Linked DNA regions of Mus musculus: region 1 is linked to region 2. The links are chromatin contacts, called in public Hi-C maps. All regions are on one chromosome and are shown on one strand. The core of a region is the stretch at or near the end of the contact, and the rest is flanking DNA. Distances in the headings are between cores, read along the strand shown. Region 1 has its middle 6.6 kb from the start of Gm40918. Region 2 overlaps Gm30863 (a long non-coding RNA gene).

The links. Hi-C and Micro-C count contacts between places; a contact is called where the count stands out from the background.
Region 1: a Hi-C map of Sertoli cells shows a contact between it and region 2, with 2.0 times the contacts expected there. The contact joins two enhancer-like sites. A contact is called at or near these places in 2 of 484 Hi-C or Micro-C datasets (Sertoli cells and bone marrow-derived macrophages), 5 of 115 datasets of contacts at active chromatin or transcription factors (acute myeloid leukemia, cardiomyocytes, embryonic stem cells and 1 more) and 1 of 9 other capture datasets (embryonic stem cells).

Annotation. Positions count from the first base shown.
Region 1 is chr13:37,739,068-37,743,639 of GRCm38.p6, reverse strand. No RefSeq gene overlaps it. Among named protein-coding and RNA genes, the nearest start is that of Gm40918, 6.6 kb to the right of the region's middle. Within about 2 kb of position 2,284, at least 30 of the 459 cell types and tissues checked have an H3K27ac peak or open chromatin away from gene starts, as enhancers often do. A contact at or near this core is called in Sertoli cells, where this site is marked.
Region 2 is chr13:37,503,182-37,507,593 of GRCm38.p6, reverse strand. All of the region lies in intron 2 of Gm30863 (a long non-coding RNA gene), which reads left to right. Among named protein-coding and RNA genes, the nearest start is that of Gm29590, 3.3 kb to the left of the region's middle. Within about 2 kb of position 2,938, at least 25 of the 459 cell types and tissues checked have an H3K27ac peak or open chromatin away from gene starts, as enhancers often do. A contact at or near this core is called in Sertoli cells, where this site is marked.

The sequences.
Region 1 (4,572 bases), core at 1,035-3,534, 240 kb before region 2:
GGCTCTCAGTGAGGGCTAATTAGCTTCAAATGTCTGGTGTGCTTTCTTGTTTTGTTTTTTCGAGACAGGATTTCTCTGTATAGCCCTGGCTGTCCTGAAACTCACTTTGTAGACCAGGCTGTCCTAGAACTCAGAAATCTGCCTGCCTCTGCCTCCCAAGTGCTGGGATTAAAGGCGTGCGCCACCACCGCCCGTCGTCTGGTGTGTTTTCTTAGGTCATGGGAGACGGTGTTTTAAAGGCCTCTGGGGGAGGATGTTAAAGGCAATTTGAGGCTAGCCTCCTGGGGTGTGTTGACTTGGTTAACTTGCAACATAATCTAAGCACAACCCCAAAGGGAACTGGATGAATGTTAGGAGTTACAGCTATTGATTTATTGTTTAGGATAAATTGTTACCAATTTATTTTGTCACTTTGGATTATGCTTATCAGATAGTGCATCACTCTTTGTATTCCAGGAGGATTTATTACAAGACCCAACCTCCCAACCCCCTCCCCACAGTACTAAAATCTATGAATATTCAGTCAAGTCCATAGAGCTTATATACTAATGTGGCATAGTCTCTGCATATAATCTATGTATATCTTTCCATTTCCTTTAGATACTTTATAGATGACTTAAACTACCTAGTAAATGCAAGGGCTATATAAATCTTTGTTGCATGGTACTATTTAAGGAAGAATGAAAAGAGTCCACATGTGTTTGCTCCAGGTGTGTGTGCCTCTCACCTCCCCCCAGATACTTTCCATCTTTGGTTGATCGGATCTTTGGGTGTGGAAGCTTTAGATAAGCAGGGCCTACGGAATTGTTTTCAGGGCTCCGCACAGTAGTGCATGCCTACAATCCTAGCAGTTGGTAACTAGATGCAGGAGGATAAGATTTCAAAGTGGTCCTAGGGTCTAGGAGCTAGGCTATATAATAGGCTAGGCTGAGACACAGGAGTCTCTGTCTCAAAAAACTGAAAAAAAAAAAAAAAACAGAACAAAATATGAAACAACAAATAAGAAGCAAAGCCGATTTTCTTCTGGATTCTCATCAGTGTGTGATTCTTAGTTCCATAAACATATAACTCATATCTATAAACCTCCTTAATTACTCAGATCTCTGGCTTTAATTACTTAGTTCCCATATCTTCTTGACTTCTCTGTAAACATAAAAGTAGATTTCCTGTTGTATTGCCCAACTACTTTTTCGTGCTGCTTCCTTTTCCTTCCCTTCCCTCAACCCCTTTCACCCCAGGAATGGAGCAGAAGTCAGCTCTAAGTTTGCTGGTGAGGTACACGCTACCAGTGAGCTATCCCTCAGCCAGGAGTGTTTCTGGTCTTACTTGGACTTTGGGATTGTATACTATCGTTCATTGTGGATGTTGTCAGTTTGTAGACACATTGCTTCCCTTAGTCGGGTCTTACTCTGTTTCCAGAACTTCCTGTTGTTCCCCAAATAGGTGAAAACCTGCCACGAGGGGACCTGGAGGTGGAAACACCTGGATCAGCCTTGCCACTGAGCGAGCTAACATGGTGGCAGCATTAGCTTTAGCAGGAGACTCGTTTCTGATCGGAGAAATCTGTCACTGTTTGTGCTACGCCAAAAGGGACTTCTTTTTGGCTCCAGAAAGTTGCATTTTACTGATGGAACAGTTTCAGTGCCACCATGGACACAGGTGCATGCAAGTTTGAACTTGTGGAAACAAAATGATTTCCTTACTTTGTTAAGGAAAGTTTTTGCTTAAAAAAAAAAAAAATCATGAGTATGCCTTACTTAGATGGTGGAGAAAAACCTTCAAAATTAGACTTGAGTCACAGCAGGAAGTCACTTATGGGAGGCATGTATGAAGCACAATATACTGTTAGGTTGACTTTGTGAGTCTTAAGTTTTCCCTCCTCTCAACCCCTCCTTCTTTATTGAGACGGAGTGTCTACATGTAACCCTAGAAATTACTATGTAGACCAGGCTGGCCTTGAACTCACAGAGATCTGCCTATCTCCTGGGCTCAAAGGCATGCACGCCCAGCCCCACTCCCCCTTCAAAGGATGGAGTCTTGCTATGCAGAGCAAATGCTAGGATGACAGGTATGTGCCACCACACCTCTTGAGCCTCTTTTCTTTCTTGTCCCTTCTTGAGATAAGATCTCCTTATACAGCTCTAGCTAGCCTAGAATGGACCAAGCTGGCCTTGAATTCAGAGATATCCATCTGCCTCTGCCTTGCTAGTGCTGGAATTAAGGGCACACCCCACCACACCCTTTCACATCTTTAGCCTCCGAATTTGATACAGGTGACTGCCAGATGCCTGGATCCTGAATGAGGCAGCCATATCCTATGGAGCATCTGCACTCAGAATTACACACGACACATCTCCTGCCCCCCCCCCCCCAAAACCGGTACAGCTCTGTTCCCTCAGCATCTACTCTAGCTTCTTGTTCTGTGGAAAACCAGTCTTTCAAGACAATGGATTGTGGGTCAGCAGTGACTTTCCTGCAGAGCTATTTATATTTTCCTGGGAGATTCCTGGTAGTATTGCCAGTGTCTTCATCTAAATTAATATATTTTTTCTACTGCAGGGAATTTGAGGTATGTGGTGTGATAAGCCATGCAGATAATTTTTCGTGGGAGAAGGGTCCTTTCCAGCACCCCCTCTCTGTGCAAGAGACCGCACAGTTTATAAACTACCCTGTGTAGTTGCTCGGTGTCTGCTTCCTGGTCTATAAATAAATAGAGATGATGGTTTTATAATCACTTCCTGCTCTTACATTTCTGACTCCGTAAAAGAAATGATTTCTCAGAACTAGTGAGAGAGAGAGGTCACCTCCTTCATTTTTCTAGACTCTCAGGGATCACTGATTCTTATAATTTCCATTGAACATTCACACACTCAGGCACACTGCACACGATAGCTGAAAGGCGGAAGCAACCCCAGAGTATTAAAGGATAGATGGAGAAAGAGGTATGAGAAGTATAGCCCGGGAGTGTTCCTGGATCTAAAAGGAAGTCAGACAAAGTACAACATGCCTGAAAACTAAAGTCTATGTTAAAAACAGTAAGCCACTCCCATGTTCATATATACATAACATGCAAACACACAAATATACACACATGTATACATGCACCTCACACACATATATACACACAAACATATATACATACATACGTGTGCTGGTTAGTTAGCTTGTTTTTTGTCACATCTTGACACAAGCCAGAATCACCTAAAAAGAGGGAATGCCAATGCCAGGGGAAGCAAGAGGGAATTGCTTCCATTAGGTTTGCCCGTGGGGCATTTTCTTGATGAATTATTGACTCAGGAGGGCCCAGCCCACTGTGGGTGGTGCTACCCCTGGCAAGTGATCCTGAGTTTTATCAAATAGCAGAATAAGCCTCAGAAAACTAGCCAGTAGGCAGCGTTTCTCCAAGTCCACTGTCTCAGCATCGCCCTCCAGGTTCCGGCATGAGTCTCTGCCCTGTCTTCACTTCATGCTGGACTGTGACTGGCATGGGTGAGCTGAATAAGTCCTTTCCTCTCCAAGATGCTTTTAGTCATGGTATTATCACTGCAGTAGAAAGCAAACTAAAACACAACATGACACACACACACACACACACACACACACACACACATCCCTACATGAATCTACTAATCGCTACCTAGAAGAGACCAATGTGAAGAAACAGACCAGTGTTGTCAGCCTTAGAGAGAAAGAGAAATGAGGAATGTTGTCTTTGGTTGTTAGAGTTTCTATTGTTACTAGACCAGGCTGGCCTTGCAAGTGCTGGAATTAAAGGCACACCCCACCACACCCTTTCATATCTTTAGCTTCCCCTCACTTCAGATCTGATTATTTGAAAGTATGTAACACACACACACACACACACACACACACACACACACACACACACACATATATATATATATATATGTTTTTTGAGACAGGGTTTCTCTGTATAGCCCTGGCTGCCCTGGAACTTACTTTGTAGACCAGGCTGGCCTCGAACTCAGAAATCCGCCTGCCTCTGCCTCTGCCTCCCGAGTGCTGGGATTAAAGGCGTGCACCACCACCGCCCAGTGTAACTTATTGATATTAAGAACAATGTTGTTACAAAACCGTCAACTGTCCCCAGAGCTCTTCCATTTCCTGATCTGGAACCCAAGCACTCTCATGCCCATCTCTTCCAGTCCTGGTGTGTATGTGTGTGTGTGTGTGTCTGTCCACAAACGTGCTACAGTGCTTGTGTGGAGGTCAGAGAACAGCCTGTGGGAATGGATTCTTTCCTTCCTCCAAGCGGGTCCTGACGAGAACTCACTTCATTAGGCTTAGCAGCAAGCACTTTGCCCACTGAGCTGTCTCATCAGTCCATCACATCTGTAAAGTGACCCAGTCCAGACACCTTAAATAAGTAGAATCACTAATATCATTGTGAATGTGTGGTGGTTTGAATGTGGTTGGCCCAGATAGCAGCATCATTAGGAGATGTTGCCTTGGTGGAGGAAATGTGTCACTGTGGGTGTGGGCTTTAAGGCACTCATCCTAGCTACCTGGAAGCCAGTCTTCTTTTTGTCTTCAAAACAAGATGAACTCTCA
Region 2 (4,412 bases), core at 1,689-4,188:
AACAGAGGGTTGATATCTAACCTGGAGAAAAAAATTCCAGCTGGGCTTTCAGGCCTGAGGCTCCTAGGCTGGAGAGGTGAAAGGTTGGGGAGGAAGGGGCCTGGCTTTCTTGCAGAGGGCCTGCGTTACCTGAGGGTGTTTCTCTGCAGCCCTGGCCAGGTTATGGCTTCTTTGTGCAACGTGGTCTCCCAGGCCAGGACTGTAGGGTGGAACTCCAACACCCAACTAGGCAGTTCCCTCAAGGCCACTCCCAGGTAAGGGGCTGGAGATTCAGGCATTCAGAAAAGATGGCTGGCTGCCTAGGAACTGGTAAGACGGGTTTGTAGGCTGGCAGCTGCCAAGAGAGACCAGGAGGCCATGGTTAGGAGAAACGTTCAGAGTGGGCAGAAGGCAGTGTCTGTACCTGGAGTCCCCAGCTCTACATTGGTCACCTCCCGTGGGTATGCTGTGACTGGCAATCTCTTTGCTGATTGGGAATCAGCTAACCCCGAATAAAAGCTGAACCTCTGGGATTCTCCCAAGGCCCAGTTCTCCTATAAACACTTGATACCATCTGCAAAAAGGTTCAGACCCAAAATGTTTTCAAGCCAGGAGTATGGTTCAGAGGCTGTGCCCACGTGGTGGTGGTGGTTGTTTATGAAGGAATAATCTTTCCGTTGCTGAGGTACGGTCATCATGTCACTGTCCCCAGATGCTGTGTCTGTTGCATTCCTGGAAGCCAACTCTGTCCTTCAGCGTTGCCATAGCGCCTAACAGCCCTGCCTTCGCCAGCACACTTGAGGATTGACTCTTATTTGTTGATCTAAAATAATTTTTCGAAGAGAGATGAGGATTCCCCAGCCTGTTCTATTTATGGATTTTGCATCTGAGGAAATACCTGTTTTAGAACGTTTGTCTCACTTGCAAGATCCTAAATAAGATGGGCGTGGTGGCTCACGCCTGTAATCCTAGCACTTGGGAGACTGAGACTGGAGGAGAGAGAGTTCGAGGACAGCCTAGGCTACATAACAAGAAAAAAAAGAAAGAAAGAAAGAAAGAAAGCGTGACTGTTCCAGAGCAGCTTTTGGTTCTGGGGAAACAAGTTAATGTTTGTGAGAGACGCTCTAAATCAAATGCTCGAATGCCAGAATCTCCCGAGCAGCAGAGCTTTCCGGCTGCCTCCCTATCCCGTTTTCCCAGAACCTCTGCTGGGCAGAGCTGAGGCAGCTTGTTTGGGGGGTATCCCTCGCTCCACGCTTCCTTCCTCTACAGAGTTCAGCTGACCTGCGCCAGGCCAAACATTGTTAGCTCCTTCCTCGCTGGAGGAAAGTCCCTGTGGCCCATTTTCTGAGCAGTGCTTTTCCATCCTTTCGTAATCTCTCACTGTGACCTTGAGGGGCAGGGAGAGAAGGCTTTGGCCAGGGCGCCTTTCACGTGGAGCCCAAGGCCTGGTGTCTGTGTCCTGGTGTCATATACTAGCTGTGCCAACAGCCTACATCCTTCTGTGCTGGCACTGACCTGCATCCGGTGTGTGTGTGTGTGTGTGTGTGTGTGTGTGTGTGTGTGTGTGACTAGAGAAAGGCCCTGAAACGAGAGACAGAGTAAGAAAAAGCACAAAGAGTCAGTTGACTTTTCAATCCTAGAGGAGAGAGAGAGCAGGAAGAAGGAGGAGCAGGCGGAGAGTGACCCACACAGCCAGGTCACATGGCTGGTTCCTCTCTCTCTGCAGCCTTCATCTCCCCTCACCCTGGACAGGGTGGCAGAGACTTGCCAGCGTACCTCATCAGATGAAATGAAGGGGAAATCTGATTTGCCTCTAATTGGACTTACTGCAGGCAATTAGGGTTAAGCTGGCATGAGGGGGCTGCCAGAGAGGGGGATTTTCAGGGCTGCTTTATCACAGACCTGGGAAAGTCAGCCGGAGCTCAAAGTGGTTGTAAATCAGGATATTGACCTATAGTATCATCTTTAAATCAGACCATTTTGCCTGAAAATAACCAGTGTATGAACTGACACATTATATACATATATGTATATCATATACATTTATATATAATAGATTCCACTTGGCATACAGCTTGTGCTGTGTATATTCTAACTATACACTAATTATTGTTTATTCACTTGGAGGGTGAGATACACATACATTTATATATTGTGCACATAAACTGTATATAGGACTGGAGAGATAGCACAGTACAGAATACTTGATTAGCATATAAAAGGTCCTGAGTTCAAGTTCCACAATTGAAAAAAAGACCTCATGTATATGTATGTATGTGTATATAGATAGATAGATATAGATATAGATATGTAATCTGGTATATATTATATGATATAGAATATTTTTTAAAGATAGGGTTTCTTGCTGGGTGGTGATAGCACACACCTTTATCCCAGCACTGGGGAGGCAGAGGCAGGCGGATCTCTGAGTCCAGCCTGGTCTACAGAATTAGTTCCAGGACAGCCAGGGATACACAGAAAAACCCTGTCTCAACAAACAAACAAACAAACAAACAAACAAGATATGGTCTCTCATTAAACCCAGAGCTTACTGATTTAGCTGGGCTGGCTGGCCATCAGGCTTCAGGGATAAAAGCCTGTCTTCCCACTGTCACTGCGGTTAGAGGCATGTGCTCCCACGCTAAGTCTTTTACTCAGGTCGCGGTGCTTGTACAGTGATCACTTTACAGACTGAGCCATCCCCCAGTCCCAGGGCCACCACCTTCATTCAGCATCATACAAGTTCTCATTTGTTATCGGGACAGCAGTATGAATGCTTCAAATGCTGTATCCATGTGCGTGTGCGTGTGCGTGTGCGTGTGTGTGTGTGTGTGTGTGTGTGTGCGCGCGCGTGCACATGTGTCCAAGTAGCACCCGCAGCTCATAGCATTGTTCTTCTTAGGCCACCTAAATCTTCCCCTCCCCCAGGGACAGAGCCTGCCACCTGCTTTCGTTATAGCAACTGCCATTTCTGTTTCCATTTCTGGTGCCCAGTGACCTCGAAGAGAGCTGTTAAGGAGAAACATACAGACACATGGTCTTTATCAGCTGGTGGGAAGCTGCTTAGACACAATGTGGCCCCAGTGTTCCTGGCGACAAATGCAGCCTCCTCAGAGACAACATTTTCCTCTGGGTGTATTAAGAAGAACATATTTTCTACTATAGACCTTTTTATTTTGTTGGCACTCATCCACTCCAGCAGATGTTAATAGACCCGCTGTTCCGCATGTTCAGGGCAGGGCTGATTTTGTAACCTGGGTCCTTCATTGCTATTCTCCCTCAACAGGCCGACTGACTGACATAACTCCCAGGTGTGCAGACCTTCCTGAAGGAGTCAGAGACATGGGGGACATGGCCCCAACTCCTTTAATTCTGAAGAAGACTGTTATCCAGAGCCTGGTAGCATTTGTTCTGGGGTTACCTGCAAAGATCAAACCAACCAAACTTCTGCCGTTAGATGGGAGGGAAGAGGTACTCTGCCGGCCCCACCCTTACGAAGGAGAAGTTAGTATCTGCTAAAGGAGGAAGAATTTTTTTTTTTGAGGATGTAGCCATTAGCTACATAGGCTTTCTATGCTCCTGTGGATGGCTTCATGCCTGTGCACTACTGGACTTACTGGGTTGTCAAAAGACAAAAACAAAAATAAAAAAACAAACAATGTTGGGAGGACTTGTAGAAGAGATATGGGGGTGTGGTCATATTACATTGGAAACATGTATGAAATTCTCAAGAAAAAAAGAAAACCATGTGTGGATATATAATAGATCTAGTACTATATAGTACTATAAGTTAGAAAAAAAGAGAATTGTCCTATAACAAGTTCATTCCCCTGACAGCTACCCCTCCCACATGGTGACAACAGTAAGCTACAGACCTCTGACTAGGTAGGCTCCATCTTCCAGGGCCATACTGGGATGGTTTCCAATACCTGAATCTGGGAACACAGTCAAACTGTGGCAACACCGCCCTTCCGTCATTGGCTTCAAGACTCACCAGCAACGCCACCGATGGCTCCTAGTCTTTGGCTCTCAGCTGGCCAACGTTGCCACTTTGTGGCAGCTCAATCCTGTTACCTCCATTAGCAGTGAGTGCCCTTCTACCTGCTTCCCACGTGTTCACTCATCCCCTAACCTAGCTTATGGGTATTGAGCAATGTCACCTCTCATTTTTTGCTCTATTGCTAACACAGTTATCGGTCTATATTCACAGGGGATTGGCTCCATGAGTCCCAGGGATACTAAAATCTATAAGCACTCAAGTACCATGTCTAAAACATGGTGTACTCGCACAGACGCCACTCCTCTTCCTCCACTTAAACAATCTCTATGTTACATATAATATCGGTCACAATATGAATAGTTGTCATATTGTTTAAGGAGTCATGACAAATAAAACGTCACTACGTGTTCAGTGCATGCACAATTTTTTT